Linked DNA regions of Mus musculus: regions 1, 2, 3 and 4 are each linked to region 5. A link is a contact called in public ChIA-PET, HiChIP or PLAC-seq and promoter capture Hi-C data. All regions are on one chromosome and are shown on one strand. Each heading gives the region's core, a stretch centred on a gene start, on an enhancer-like site or on the middle of the called end of the contact. The rest is flanking DNA. Distances are from core to core; before and after follow the strand shown.

Evidence for each region. Promoter capture Hi-C pulls out the DNA fragments that hold promoters and counts their contacts. ChIA-PET counts read pairs in DNA pulled down with a chosen protein or histone mark. HiChIP or PLAC-seq counts read pairs in DNA pulled down with a chosen protein or histone mark.
Region 1: an H3K27ac HiChIP or PLAC-seq map of microglia shows a contact between it and region 5, with 9 times the contacts expected there. The contact joins the enhancer-like site here to the promoter of Ccsap in region 5. A contact is called at or near these places in 10 of 39 promoter capture datasets (the 3T3-L1 cell line, cranial neural crest, embryonic stem cells and 6 more), 1 of 484 Hi-C or Micro-C datasets (embryonic stem cells), 15 of 115 datasets of contacts at active chromatin or transcription factors (astrocytes, bone marrow-derived macrophages, craniofacial prominence and 10 more) and 3 of 9 other capture datasets (adipose tissue, embryonic stem cells and macrophages).
Region 2: a contact with region 5 is called in a promoter capture Hi-C map of liver, with 2.5 times the contacts expected there. The contact joins the promoter of Galnt2 here to the promoter of Ccsap in region 5. A contact is called at or near these places in 4 of 39 promoter capture datasets (fetal liver, liver and pre-B cells), 4 of 484 Hi-C or Micro-C datasets (CD4 T cells, embryonic stem cells and regulatory T cells) and 1 of 115 datasets of contacts at active chromatin or transcription factors (embryonic stem cells).
Region 3: a contact with region 5 is called in a promoter capture Hi-C map of liver, with 2.3 times the contacts expected there. The contact joins the promoter of Mc1r here to the promoter of Ccsap in region 5. A contact is called at or near these places in 2 of 39 promoter capture datasets (the HPC-7 cell line and liver).
Region 4: a contact with region 5 is called in an RNA polymerase II ChIA-PET map of memory CD8 T cells, with 58 read pairs. The contact joins the enhancer-like site here to the promoter of Ccsap in region 5. A contact is called at or near these places in 3 of 39 promoter capture datasets (hematopoietic stem and progenitor cells and liver) and 4 of 115 datasets of contacts at active chromatin or transcription factors (double positive thymocytes, memory CD8 T cells, pancreatic cancer cells and 1 more).

Annotation. Positions count from the first base shown.
Region 1 is chr8:124,348,694-124,351,393 of GRCm38.p6, reverse strand. No RefSeq gene overlaps it. Among named protein-coding and RNA genes, the nearest start is that of Pgbd5, 84 kb to the left of the region's middle. Within about 2 kb of position 1,448, at least 16 of the 459 cell types and tissues checked have an H3K27ac peak or open chromatin away from gene starts, as enhancers often do.
Region 2 is chr8:124,230,011-124,232,710 of GRCm38.p6, reverse strand. It overlaps Galnt2 (polypeptide N-acetylgalactosaminyltransferase 2), which reads right to left and starts at 1,317. Exons shown (of 16, transcript NM_139272.2): 1 at 1,062-1,317. The coding sequence starts at 1,184.
Region 3 is chr8:123,405,829-123,408,582 of GRCm38.p6, reverse strand. It overlaps Mc1r (melanocortin 1 receptor), which reads right to left and starts at 1,501. Exons shown (of 1, transcript NM_008559.2): 1 at 1-1,501. The coding sequence starts at 1,073. The coding sequence ends at 126.
Region 4 is chr8:124,318,122-124,320,821 of GRCm38.p6, reverse strand. The region is part of intron 3 of Galnt2 (polypeptide N-acetylgalactosaminyltransferase 2); the gene reads right to left. Among named protein-coding and RNA genes, the nearest start is that of Galnt2, 88 kb to the right of the region's middle. Within about 2 kb of position 1,336, at least 64 of the 459 cell types and tissues checked have an H3K27ac peak or open chromatin away from gene starts, as enhancers often do. A contact at or near this core is called in double positive thymocytes, hematopoietic stem and progenitor cells and memory CD8 T cells, where this site is marked.
Region 5 is chr8:123,858,058-123,860,757 of GRCm38.p6, reverse strand. Ccsap (centriole, cilia and spindle associated protein) reads left to right here and starts at 1,290. Exons shown (of 3, transcript NM_001379289.1): 1 at 1,290-1,663. The coding sequence starts at 1,348. It overlaps Gm9901 (a long non-coding RNA gene), which reads right to left and starts at 1,303. Exons shown (of 2, transcript XR_388182.4): 1 at 1,124-1,303; 2 at 260-888.

The DNA of each region.
Region 1 (2,700 bases), core at 199-2,698, 490 kb before region 5:
TCAAAGCTAGGTTGCTTTGTAAAGTTTGATTCCACTCACTGTCCCCAATGTCAGAGCCCAGGTGCTCCAGCTGGTGATGGTTTGTGGCTGGCAGCATCCTGAGGTGGCTCAGCCATCTCATGGAGACAAGGGATGGCCCCATAGCCAGTCCTTTTTAAAAAGCCACCAGGACTGTCAGGTGCACCACCCTGATGACTTTGCCTATTCAGATCCCCCTTCCAGAGCCCTGACTGGGTGACAGTCGGACTAAAGTCCTGTCCCCTTGAAGCCTCCCAGTGGGCACTGAATTTCAACACATAGTTAGGCATGGTGGAATATACCTGTCATCCCTGTGTGTGTGTGTGTGTGTGCGCGTGTGCGTGTGCGTGCGTTCATGTGCACGCATGTGTGCATGTGTGAGTACACGGTGAAAGGAACTTTATTGTGAGTCTGAGGACAGCCTGGACTATGCAGGTCAGAAGTAAGATCCTCCAAACAGAAGCTGAGCATGTAGAGGGTTGGGGTCCGGTGGGGGTGGGATTGGGGTGGGGCTGGGGGGCACAAACCACATTCAAGGCACAGCTGGGGCTCATGGGAACACATGGCTGTGGCTGCCTTGAGAGAGAAGGGCACCTGAAGCAAGCAGACTACAACTATCATTAAATCAAACCACGGAGGAACACCAAATCCCAGACCCCGAGGTGTAAGAAGAACACTCATCAGCACAGAGGAGAAAACCAGACCTCTCACTTGCCCAGAGCACTAACAGTAAAAGCCAAGGCTTGGGGCACATGGGCTGTCACTCACTGTCACTGGGTCCGAGGTACTGTGGCAGGTCAGGAGGGAGGTGTTACTTCACAAGCTGAGTGCCTTTGTTCCTGGAGCAAACCTTATGTGACCCTGGCAAATATGGGCCAGCACCTCTGAGCTGCCCCACAGGGATGCTCCTGAGCTCAACGTGTTCGAGACAGTTCTGCGGGGCAAGGGGCTGCTGAGACTGCGCCCGTTAGCTCTCTAGACAGTGAGTAGGTGTTTGACCCAAGAAGCCCACGGTAACCTTGGTGTCTGTACCAGGTGCTAATAGGACAGTGCGGTCTCTGCAATCCGGTCTGATTCTGAGCGGGCTCAGGGAAGCTGGTATGTGGTGGGGAATTCCTTTATGATCCCATGCAGCCAAGCACAATATCTGAAGATCTTGAGAAGGAGTCACTGAGGCCTCTAAGGACATTAGAGTATAGGGTACCTAAGAATCCAAGGCTATTGCCCTGGAATGGGTGGACTGAACTGGGCCTGGGAGAGGGGCAGGTTTAGGTGCTGTGTCTAACCTCAAAAGTGTCAGGGTAACAACACAGCAACAGATCTGACAGCCTGATCTTACCTGGATCCCATGATCTTCTAAACCTAGGTTTTTTTGCCTTTCTTTCCTGGGAAATGTCCCTACCTCTGGGTGAGGCTGTTCCCGGTCTGGCCAGCAGAGGGCAGCAGAACCTCAAATTAGCACAAAACAGACCAAATAGTGTTGTGGACTGGGGAGTGTGGGCAGCTGGAATTATAGAAGACACAGCCCCACGTGAGACCAGCAACAACACGGTCACTGGGACTAACTGGGTGACCTGGCGGGGATGGGAAAGGAAAGGAGCTGCAGAGCCCCACAGTCCTTCACCTGGTCACCGTGTCTAGGTTTGTGAGGCACTGGGACACTTGAGGGGTCCGTGATGCTACAACCGTATTTTCCAGTAGAGGATAAGCTCACAGTGTGCCGAAGGACAACTGAATCTTAGAGACGGGGAGAGGTGGTAGGTTGTCATGCCGCCCTCCCCCCCCACCCCACCCCCGATCTGATGGGAGCCTACAGTGGAGAAGAGTAGCAAGTGTAACCTTGGGACTGGACAAGCTGAGCCACCATCACAGGGACACTGGATGAGGCCAAGGACCTCACCTGGACCTGGGCTGTGCACAGCCCAAATCTCAGCCCTCCAGTTTACAGCGGAGATTGGCAATGACGCAGGCTAGTGGCTCAGCTATGAGAAGGAGGAGGTCAGGTCTAGTCACACCCAAAGCCCACCATTTTCCCTAGCACCTTATTACGTCCCAAGCCAGACAACTTGGCTCTCTTGAAAAACTCTATCTAGCCCCACAGTTCTTCCTGCCATGGAGAAATGGCTTAGCATCCATGACTGACTTACAGGAATTCAGCCGAGCAGGTAAGGGGCTGTGCCTCCTGACTCCTGGACAGCCCCACCTCTACTCCCACCAGGGCACTGAAGGTCCCCGAGAGGCAGATGAGAATAGCTACAGTCTGCAAGGTTGTCCAATTTGCTGAAGAGCATATTCAATGTCTCCAGTGGGAAGTTCATGAGTTCACAGTCCTGTCTTTGCTCCTTGGAGGACCACTAGGTGTAACACAGGGTCACAATGCCCTCCTCACTCACCTCTCCCACAATGCCCCTCTTGCAAGTGAGCACAGGGTTCCCATTTTGGACTGGCCTAAGGGGCGGATCTAGTGTGCAAGGGGTGGGTCTAGTGAGCAAGGAGTAGTTTAGTGTGCAAGGGGTGGTTCTAGTTTACAAGGAGTTGTTTAGTGTGCAAGGAGCAGGTCTAGGGTGCAAGGGGCAGGTCTAGTGTCAAAGGGTGGTTCTAGTGTGTAAGGGGTGGCTCTAATATGCAAGGGGCAGGTCTAGTGTACAAGGGGCAGTATAGAGTACAAGGGGTGTGCCTAGT
Region 2 (2,700 bases), core at 68-2,567, 370 kb before region 5:
ATGGGCAGTCCATCCTACTCAAGATTCTACCCCCTATCTCCCTAAGCCGCGATCTACCTCCATTCTTTTCTGGTCGTGTACTGTTACTCAAAATCAAGTAAGGAGGGCTACAAATCTTTGGAAAAGATAACTATATTTCGAAGCTCGTTAGCTAGTAAAACACCACAAACCCCTCAGGAGAGAATACAACAGCCTAGACAGCACCAACCAAGGCAAGGATCCCACGCTCGCTCGGTGTCCACTCGGTACCCAAGCCGAGATGACTGCCGAATCAGAACCTGTAAGCTCTAAGACTCCCGGCCTCACTACCGAACCCACCAGAGACACACACCGAGGAGGGACTTGGGGTTAGGAAATGCGGACTTGGGGTTAGGAAATGCAAGCGCAAAAGGCTAGGTAGTTCCCGCCGCCGTGAGCGGCCAAGGGCCGAGGTGGGCAGTGTAGCAAGTAGAACGGGAGGTCTGACAGAACCACGGTACGACCTCACTGCCGGGGTGCTGGATGGGGAGGATAGGGAGGGATCACGCCTCTGATCACTGGAGCACCAGGGTTCCAGCCCGACCAAGGTCCCCAAGATCTGGGCGCAAGACGAGAGGGTCGCGGGTTCCAGTTGGGCGGAATGTGGCTCGGGGAGCACCGGGTTTCGGGTGACAACGATCCCCAAGATCCCGGAGCAGGGAGTGGGGCTCCGGGGTGATCTGGGCGGAGTACGGAGCAGGGGGCAGGGAGTCCGGCGGAAGGGTTGTCCCTATGATCCCGGCACAGGGAGTGGAGCGCAGTGTCGCCAGCGAGATAACAGCCTCCAAGATCCTGGCGCAGGGCGGTACGTGGCTCCGGGTGCCCGCGCCCCGCATGCGGGAGGCAAGTCGCTGCACCCAGAGCCGCGGGTGAGCCGGACAGGGCCGGAGCTCGCGCCGCTGGCCTGAGGGCCCGGAGAAAACTTGAGGCGCGCGTCCCGGCCAGGGTCCCCACATCTGCTGCCCCGAGCCGGGGAGCACTCTCGGTGCACGGCGCCTCCCCGCTGCAGGCCCGGGTCGGCGCACAGGCCTCGCGGCACTCACCTTCCTGCCGGCGCCGCCCCCGCCCGCGGCCAGCGCGGAGCCGCCCCCCGAGTACATGTAGTAGGCGATGCCCAGGACCCAGAGCAGCGCGAAGCACAGCAGCATCCGCGAGCGCCGCCGCATCCTCGCTCTGGGCGGCCGCCGGGCAGCCTGGCGGCGCGGCGGGCGGAGCGCGCGGCGGGCGGAGCTCGGGGCGGCGGCGCGGGAAGACGCGGCGCTCGGCGGGCGGCGCTCGGCGCTCGGCGCTCGGCGCCCGGCAGGAAGCGGCGGCCCAGCGGCGGGGTCAGGGAGCAAAGGGCGACCAATCGACGCTGAGGGGCGGGCGCGGGGGCGGAGCCGAGTCTCCATGGCAGCGGCGCCCCGCCCACTGCGCGCCCCCGGGAGTGGCAGGTGGAGGCAGCGGGCGCGGACGCGCGGTTCCCCAAAGACTTGGAATGGGCCAGTCTGCAGAGATCGCCCCGGCCCGCCATCCGTCACATTCACTATTTGGGCAATAGTGGGTTCTTGGGTTTTTATTTTTTATTTGTGCTTTCTCTTTTTTAATATAAGGTCTCATCCTATAATCCAGACTGACCTCGAACTCACCATCCAGCCCATGCTGGCCTCAATCTCGCAGCACTCCTTTTGCATCAGACTTCTGAGTCCTGGGATAACAGGAATGCACTGCCCTGTGGTCTGAACAAGACTAAGACAGGGAAGGTAGATTTCAAGGCGCTTGCTTGTAAGGATGACCCTTCCTGCTCTTAAAAGCAAAATGGAATGGTGGTGGTTTTAAATAAACGTGAAAAAGAGGGGAGATAGATGGTAATTTATGTTTTTAAATCTTTTCGGTTTTTTATTGGTTGCTTTCTTGAAGGAATGAGGTGAGCATAGTAACCCACTTAATAGAGCAGGCAGCAGCGAGTTCCCTGACAGCAGCTCTGGTGACTGTAACCTTGTCCATGACCTTGTGACTCTAAGTCCCTGTGTCTGGAAAAGAATTTCCAGTACTTGAGAGCCTGCAAATATTTCTGAGATCTGCCCACACTGCAGGAGGAAGGAACTCCCTGGGCGGCAGTCTGCCCAATCCTGAACAAAGAGCACCGCAAGCCTTGGGCTACCAGGATTCTGAGCCTCACCTGAACTTCAGACTTCTCAGAAGTGAGAAGGGAAAGCCTCTTAGTTCCACCAGACACCCCATTCCTGAAGACACCCCATTCCTGAAGACATCCCATTCCACCAGGCACCCCATTCCACCAGGCACCCCATTCTGCAAACACCCTTCACAGAAGACAGGTTTCTCATACCCTAAGAAGTTCCGTTCCAAGTACTAGAATCCGAGCACTGTACTGACCAGGGAAGAGATTTGTAAAATACTGAAGAGATGACAGGCTTGAAAACACCCAAGAGTCTTGGGGACAGTCAGATAAGTGGGAACAACTGTTGCCCCTCAGAGGCCTGGGAGTGAAGGGAAAGAAGAGGAAGCAGGACAAACCCCAAAGAGCAGGAAAGAGACAAGCAAGTGGCCCCTCCCCCAGCATAGCATCAGCATCAGTATCTGTTGAAAACTGCAGAGGACAGAAGAGAAAGTCCCCACCCGGAGCCCTGCCTCCAAATGCTTCCTATCTGAGAAGTCAAAGGACAGCAAAACTGCTACTAC
Region 3 (2,754 bases), core at 252-2,751, 450 kb after region 5:
TTCTATTTTAAAGCTCATCCTGTCGACCCTTAGACAAATGGAGATCAGGAAGGGATGAGTACCTGTGGTCTCACAGGATGCAGGCCACTGGATATCACTGTCACCCTCTGCCCAGCGCCCTCTGATCACCAGGAGCACAGCAGCACCTCCTTGAGTGTCATGCGGAGCTCCTGGCTGCGGAAAGCATAGATGAGGGGGTCAACAGTGGAGCTGAGGACGATGAGGAGGAGGAAGAGGTTGAAGTTCTTGAAGATGCAGCTGCAGGTGGGGTGCTGAGGGCAGAGGACGATGAGCAAGAGATGCAGGAAGAAGGGGCCCCAGCACAGGAAGAAAATCCCCAGAAGGATAGTAAGGGTGGCAGCACCCTTGAGGCAGAAGCCTTGGCGGATGGACCGCCGCCTTTTGTGGAGCTGGGCAATGCCCTGAGCGTGCTGGCACGCTCTCGTGAACATGTGGGCATACAGAATCGCCATGAGTGCCAGCATGGCTAGAAAGAAAGTGACGAGGCAGAGCAGAACGGCTGTGTGCTTGTAGTAGGTGATAAAGAGGGTGCTGGAGACGATGCTGACCATCCAGATGCCCACGACAGCCCGTCGTGCTCTGGGCAGCGTCACGATGCTGTGATAACGCAGCGCATAGAAGATGGAGATGTAGCGGTCTATAGCAATGATGCCCAGGAAGCAGAGACTGGACACCATGGAGCCACAGATGAGCACGTCAATGAGGTTGTCCAGCTGCTGCACCAAAGCCACTCTGGCCACCAGGATGCCCGCCTCCAGCAGCAGGATGATAGTAGTCTCCAGCACGATGCTGACACTTACCATCAGGTCAGACAGGGCCAGGCAGCAGATGAAGTAATACATGGGCGAGTGCAGGTTGCGGTTTTTGGTGATGGCTATCACAACCAGCACATTCTCCACCAGACTCACCAGCCCTAGGCTGAGGAAGAGGCCATCTGGGATGGACACATACAGGCACCAAGGCTCTGACTGGTTGGTGGCCAGTCCAAGGTGAGAGGTGGCATTGGAGTTGAGAGAACCCAGAAGACTCTTCTGGGGCTCCTGAGTGGACATAGTCTTGTCAGGAAGTAGGAAGCGGTCTGTGGAGGCTGCAGCTCCAGGTGGTATCAGCCCCCAGCTTCTGATTCACTTCATGTTGTTGTCGGGGGTCTCTGACATCCCTCAGACCGGCCTCTTTCCATACAGGCACGCTCCGATTTTCCTTTACACTTGTGTTCTTTCTGGCTGGACAGGCCAGCCTCGGCATGGCATAGACACTTCCTGCTGAGGACCCTGAGCTCTGCTCATGGACTCTCACTGCCAGTGTGAAGTAGCTTAGCCTTCTGCTGTTCTCCCTGTCTCTTCCCAAGTGGCTCAGGTAGAGACATGCCTAAACTCAACACCTCCAGACTTCTTGGTTACTTGCCTCTGATATATGTCTGGTTCCTTTCCCTCGCCAAGCCAGGGTAGACGGGACTCTGGAGAAGAAGGGAGCTTTTCTCTTAATCTTTTAACTCATCCCTGGAGCCCCTCCTCCTGAGGGTGGCCACATGATGGGCATGTGCCAGGGATGTGTAGTGCCCCAGGCTGCCTCTAGGGGGCAGAGGCAGCACCGAGAAACCGGAAAACTAGCTTTGGACTCCAACACAGGGTCTTGCCTCTCCCTTTTGTGTTCAAAGCCCCTGTGACTTACCAATCTCTTTCAGGCATTCAACCTCACTAGAACCTGCCCTGAGTGGCCCTACCTAAAGCTCCAAGCCCACTTCAAAAATCACTTTCCTGGGTTGTCTGAAACCTCCTTTCTCTCTCTCTCAGGCTGCGCTGCCTCAGGCAGCCACTGGGTGTGAATGAGGCACCCCTACCTCCCACCTTCATTCCCACTCTCCATTAGAAGTGTGCCAATGGCAGTGGCATTTCCACCTGAAGCTGAAGATGTGTTCATATAGCAGCAACTCAGCTACTGACTTCAAGGTAGCTTTAGGGGCTGGTCCAAGAACTTTGAGAATCAACAAGTAGAGGCAGGGCCAAGGCAGGAAAGAGCCCTATGCCAAGGGGCTCAGATGAGCTCTGGCAGAGCTGATGCTTAAGTCCCTCATGGGCCCAAGCTTGCTGAAGCCTCCCTTAACTACAGTTCTGGGTGTGGTAGGAAGCTGACTGACTAGAGGGGGCCCCGAGGCTATTGGCCAGCAAGCTTTGGTCAGTCACATCCCATCTTCTTAGTCTCACCCCCCACCCCTTCCCTTGAGGAGTCTCATTTCCGCTGTGGAGCACATGCTAGCCCTGGAGCCAGGAACCACATCAGGGCAGATCTGTCTCCAGCCTCTGTGGGCCAGCAGCTGGGCATGTGACTATTCATAGTGGTCAGGATAGCACGCAGTGGTGGTAGCAACCCACCCTTGGTTGCTGCTGGACTCTCTCCATGGTATCCAATGCTGTCTCAGTAGCACTGGATGGCCCCTTCTGCATACAGGTGAGGAGAGTAACTTAAGAAAGGCAGCAGAAGCTGGGCTGTGGTGGTGGCACACGCCTTTAATCCCAGCACTCGGGAGGCAGAGGCAGGCGGATTTCTAAGTTCGAGGCCAGCCTGGTCTACAGAGTGAGTTCCAGGACAGCCAGGGCTACATAGAGAAACCCTGTTTTGGAAAAAGAAAAAAAAAGAAAAGAAAGGCAGCAGGGGAGTGAGGCAGGGCTTCGCTGGAGGGCACTTTCAGTGTCTGTAACAGTCCCCTTAAGAGTCATTTCTGTTGTCTTGAGA
Region 4 (2,700 bases), core at 87-2,586, 460 kb before region 5:
AAATGCCGTTGGGTCATTTGCAGGGATTAATACATGTCACTGTGGCCAGTAATACATGTTACTGGTCCTGGCGTTATCCACGGGCATCACACAGGTGAAGCTGAGGATACACAGGAAGAAACCGGCCAGAACATGTACATACCCAAGGGGAGGGTCAAGTCCTAGCAACGATACGGTCAGAAGGGTGATGAGGGTTCCTGGGTTTCTTCTCACCCCGTGTGACACTGTGGTGGTCTGACTAGGAATGTCCCCATAGACTCATAGGTTTGAATATGCTTGGCCGTGGGAGAGGGAGTGGCACTACTTGTGGCCTTGTTGGAGGATGTGTGTCCCTGTGGGGGTGGCCTTCGAGGCCCTCCTCCTAGCTGCCTGGAAGACAGTAGTCTTCTCCTGTTTGCCTTCAGAACAAGATGTAGAACTCTTGGCTTCTTCTCCAGCACCATGTCTGCCTGGACGCTGCCATGTTCCTGCCTTGGTGATAATGGACTGAACCTCTGAACCTGTAAGCCAGCTCTGATTAAATGTTGTCCTTTCTAAGAGCTGCCTTGGTCATAGTGTCTCTTCTCAACAATGGAAACCCTAATTAAGACAGACACCAGGACATTAGTGATGTAGCTCACTGGCCCGTGTAGGGACAGTGACAAGCAGGAGGGCCTTCACTCTGTGGTCCTGTCTTTACGGCAGCTCACAGGCAACAGTTACCACCCTTTCAGGCCCTTTCCAACCCCCAGTGTCGGGAGAGGGAACCTCTAACCCAGATTTGGTGCGCTGTCACTCCTAGGTATGCTTTTAACTAATCACACAGAGAAAAGGCATATATACATCCCTAAACAGCATGGTATCAACCTCCGAGGACTCAGCTGACGGAGAGGACACATAGTCGCTGCTCGCCTGGGCACACAGCTTTGCCACACCACCCTGCTGTGGTCAGGTTCCCACGTAGGAGCAGACACACACACTGTCCCTGCCTAGTCTCCGTCAAGGAGTAAGGAGCACCGGTAACCGTGTACTGAGTCACTCCACGCTCTTCACCCTTTGCCGTGATTCGCTCCTGCTCTCATCTCACCCCACCGCAAGCCCAAGGCCTCGCAACCTCTCACTTCTCCCCTTCTGAGAGCTGAGATGGCAGGTGTGTGCCACCATGCCCAGCTCGTGCCTTCTATTTCTTGAGTGATTTTGGTAATATTTTCCTAGAAAAATATCTATTCCATTTACATTTCTTTTCGTAGACATGTACCTGCAACTGTCTTATTATCTTAGCTGCTCTGGGTGTCTCATGAACACACAACCTATCAGAGGTTTCTGGTTTTGTTACAGATCGTTGGGGGCGTATCTGAGAGAAGCTGCACACAGTCCTCTGTTTCCTCTGGGTTGCTCACTTTGCCTCCCTCCCCCACTTCCTTCTGCTTCAGGGTTAGCCTGCGGTTCTGACACCTTGAGTTGGAATAGACCAGGCTACCCCATATAAAGAACCAAGTTGACTTGAATGAATTTAGTCCTCACCTGGAGATGTAGGGAGTTCTATATTCTGCCAAGAGGAACTGGGAACAGGGAACAGCCTCCTGGCTCTGTGAAGACAGTGAGATGTGCCCCACTCTGTCCTGAGCTGAGGTCTGTTCCTGCTGCTGAGGTGGGAAGATAACGTAGCTGGGAGCCCTGTGGCTGGTCTGATTTCTGCCTTTGCCACTCACCGGACGACGTGTGAGTCTCTACAGCATGCTAACAATCAGAAGTCTCAAAACCCTGAAGAACTTAAGGTAGATCTTTCAGCTTCCCAGCTGGGGCACGGAAGTGCAGTGAGGACTGCTTTCACAGGAACACTGGGAGGATGTAGGCCCTGAGCAGAGGCAGTGGCTCACTGGAAGCCTGAATTCGCCCCCCCCCCCCCCAGTTCCTCTCAGCTGGGGGAAGACAGATCTGTCATCTCAGTGGCTGCCTTGGCAATTGATACAATGTTTCCAAAGTGTCTGGAACAGTCATCTAGCCTGTTGTGTGGCCGGAGTGCTAGCCAAGCCAGAGCTGGAAACACGTTCCCCACTCCTGAGCTGGCATCCAGGGTGAGCAGCTGCTGGAAAGCTACAGACAGCTGACCACCATCACAAAGCCGGACCTGGCCAGGGGATAGCAGGCTCACCGGGGATACCCAGAGCTGAGTCACATGCAGGTGCCTGGCTCTGCGGAACACTGATTGTAACCTGTAACCAAGCAGGCCAGGCAAAGAGCCCCAGGCTGTGCTGAGGCAGCTACCCTTAGACTCATTTGTAAAAACTATTTTTTAAGTTTTCATATACACATGTAGTTGTGTTAAGCCTGTTTCCCATATACCTCTCCCTCCCTTCCCAAGCGCCTCCTCTGTTCCAACCTAGACGGCTTCATTTCTACCTTCCTGTCATAAATACATACATGATTTTATGTATATAAAGTCTATATAAAGTCTAGGATCTGCAAATAAGAGAAAGCGTGTGATGTCTGTCATTTTGAGATTGGCTTATTCACCTAATATGATTGCATCAATTTTCCTATAAATGGCATGACGGCTCCTTCTTTACAGCTGAAAACAACCCCAGTGTCCTTGCCTTTCCCCACGCTGATGGCACCTGGCCTGCCTCTGTAACGTGGCTGCTGTGACTACCGCTGCTGTAATTGTCAATGTGCAAGTGTCTGTCTGTGTGATCTTGACTTGAATGTCCTCTAGGTAAA
Region 5 (2,700 bases), core at 41-2,540:
ACCTACTTTTTTTTCTTCCTTCCTTCCTTCCTTCCTTCCTTCCTTCCTTCCTCCTTCCTTCCTTCTTTTTCTTTCTTTCTTTTTTTTTTTAGTGTGATCCTTCCTGGATGCCTGTCCTTTCAAATCTTTCTGCAGCGATTGCATCAATGCTTCCTTTTACAAAAGCCATCTGTAGAGCAGGATTGCAACAGTAACAACCCTGCGACCCTGTCCATTAGAGCCCAAGCCAAACATTTGCACCAGGTCCTTGAGCAGGCCCTAGGCTTTATTTTATTTTATTTATTTATTTTTACAAAAGTTGGCCTCTAGTAAGTTATAAAAGGCAAGGGCAGGTGAGGCGGCTCATACCTGCTAATTCCAGCACTTGTGAGGTTGGCGGAGAAGGATCAGGAGTTCAAGACCAGCTTGGGCTCTGGAATGAGTTCTAGACCAGCCTTGGTAACATGAGATTTGTCTCAAAAAGGGGGCAGAGGAGGGAAATGTATTAAAATAGCAACATCAACAACATCATTAACAACAACAATAAAAAAATCACTAAGGCCTGAGAACCCGGGCGTTGTGAAAAGAGGAAGGAATCGGGACACAGGATTTGGTCCTCGGCTAGGTGTTGGTTGCTCAGGTTGCATCTAGAGCTGAAGCCTCCTCGCGAGGCCCCCAGTAGCGAGTGGGCGAACGAGCTGGGGGTTCACAGCAGCGCCCCAGGCGCGGGCGCAGGAGCGGGCGGGGGCCCGGCGGGCGCGCGGGGAGGTGCAGGCTTCAGGCTAGGGCGGCGCCTTCGTCTCCGGCTGCTGTAGGACCGCGGAGCCACCGCTCCATCGGCGACATCTTGGTGGAGGACGCGCAAGGAGAAACGCTGTTCGCGCTATAGCTGCTGCGCCACGATCTCAGCTGACCTCCGGAGAGCGGAGGATAGAACAGGCAGGAGGTAAGGACGCTGCTCCTAGAGTCCCCGACTCCTCGCCCAGGAGGGTGTCTGGGGACCTAAGATCCCCTGTCCCGTCACCTTGAGTCCGGTGGTCTCCACCTCTACCGAGTGGAGCAGACCCCTGGTGACCACCTATCATTCCATCTAGATAGGTCGCGTCGCCTGGAATCCCTCCTGAAACCCCGCCCCCGCTATTACCTGAACTAGGGGCCTTCCCAGCCCGGAACTCCGCCCCCGCTAGGAACGCCCTCTCCCAGAAACACCCGTCACAGACCCGCCCCCTCTCCGCCCCTCCTTGCCCCAGCCTCCGCCCTCCAGTCCGGGCGGGGCTCCGGGTTTGAACCGCGCGGCGGGCCGCGCCTCTGAGTCCGTCGCACCCGTAGGCGGCAGCGCGGAGCAGGCAGTCGGCGGCGCGCGGCACCATGTCCCCGGGCAGCGGGGTGAAGAGCGAGTATATGAAGCGCTATCGGGAGCCGCGCTGGGACGAATACGCGCCGTGCTACCGCGAGCTGCTGCGCTACCGCCTGGGCCGCCGGCTGCTGGAGCAAGCGCACGCGCCCTGGCTCTGGGACGCCTGGGGCCCGGACAGCCCCTCGGACAGCTCGGCTTCACCCAGTCCGGCCCCCAGGGGCGCGTTAGGGGAGCCCTCGGCGCCCTCCGCGCGGGAGGAGGAGCAGCCGGTGGGGGAGCGCGGCGCGGAGCTGCGGGACGCGGAGGAGCAGGACACAGTGTTACCAGGTACGGGCACAGCGCGTTGCTCCGTTCTCAGCGCTTCCTGTTTTGGTTTAATTGGGGTTGACAGAATCCGCTTGCTGAACTAAGCGGGGAAGGTGCGGGCCGCATTTCCACCTTCCCACCCCAGGTTTCCCTAATTTGGTGACTCTTGGCGGAGCCCTTTATGACCTCCAACTCATATGACCCTGGTTGGGGTCCTTGGTCGCAGGCAGTGGCCCGCTCAGTGAGCCCTCGATCCACCAGATGGCGGATCTGTTTGTTTCTGCGCATCCTGTTTGGCGAGAGGAGCTTTTCATTCCAAAGATGACCGACTGAAGTTAAGAACGCCCGAGCTGTCATAATGGGGTCATGGTTGTCAGTGTGAACGCCTTGAAGGCCTGGTCTCGCTGTCTCTGAAGAATGGTATGCGTTTGTTTGTGGACGAACCCCTCTTTGTATACGCTGTGAGCCACTTTCCCGCCGTTGCGGAGTGGGGCTGTCAGCAGAGAGCCCTGGGGTTTGCCTGGACTCAGGGCAGTACTTCAGTACAACTGTAGATCACTATGGTTGCCAGCCACCTCTCTGAACTCTTCTGAGAGTCCAGTGGTGAAAAAGTTATTTCTCAGTGACTGGTCTAGGAATATGTATTTTCTCATTCGACCTTCAAAGTCATATGATGGGCCCTTTGTTTTTAATCTCAGTTTTGTAAACAAAGCCATGGGAGCTTGGGATCCATGGTCGGAGTCTGAAAGGGTCGGATTTCCCTGCTCTTGGTTACTATGTTTGCCTATTCTCAGTTCTTGCATGGCTGGGCCGCCTTGTGTCATCTGGTCGCTTATGACGACCATTCTGATGCTTCAGTGATGTGGTTAGAAATTAGGGAAAGTGGCAGAAGGTGGTGGGGGCGGTGAGCATGTCTCCCAGGTATTAATATGAAAACTGAGCCCTTGCTAACTGTGAGGTTTTTTTTTATTGGGACGAGCAAACCTGCTTTTCCTTTCCCACTGTGGTTTGAAGAGGTTACCTGCTATCTATCTGTGTGTTCCATATGAAAACCTGAC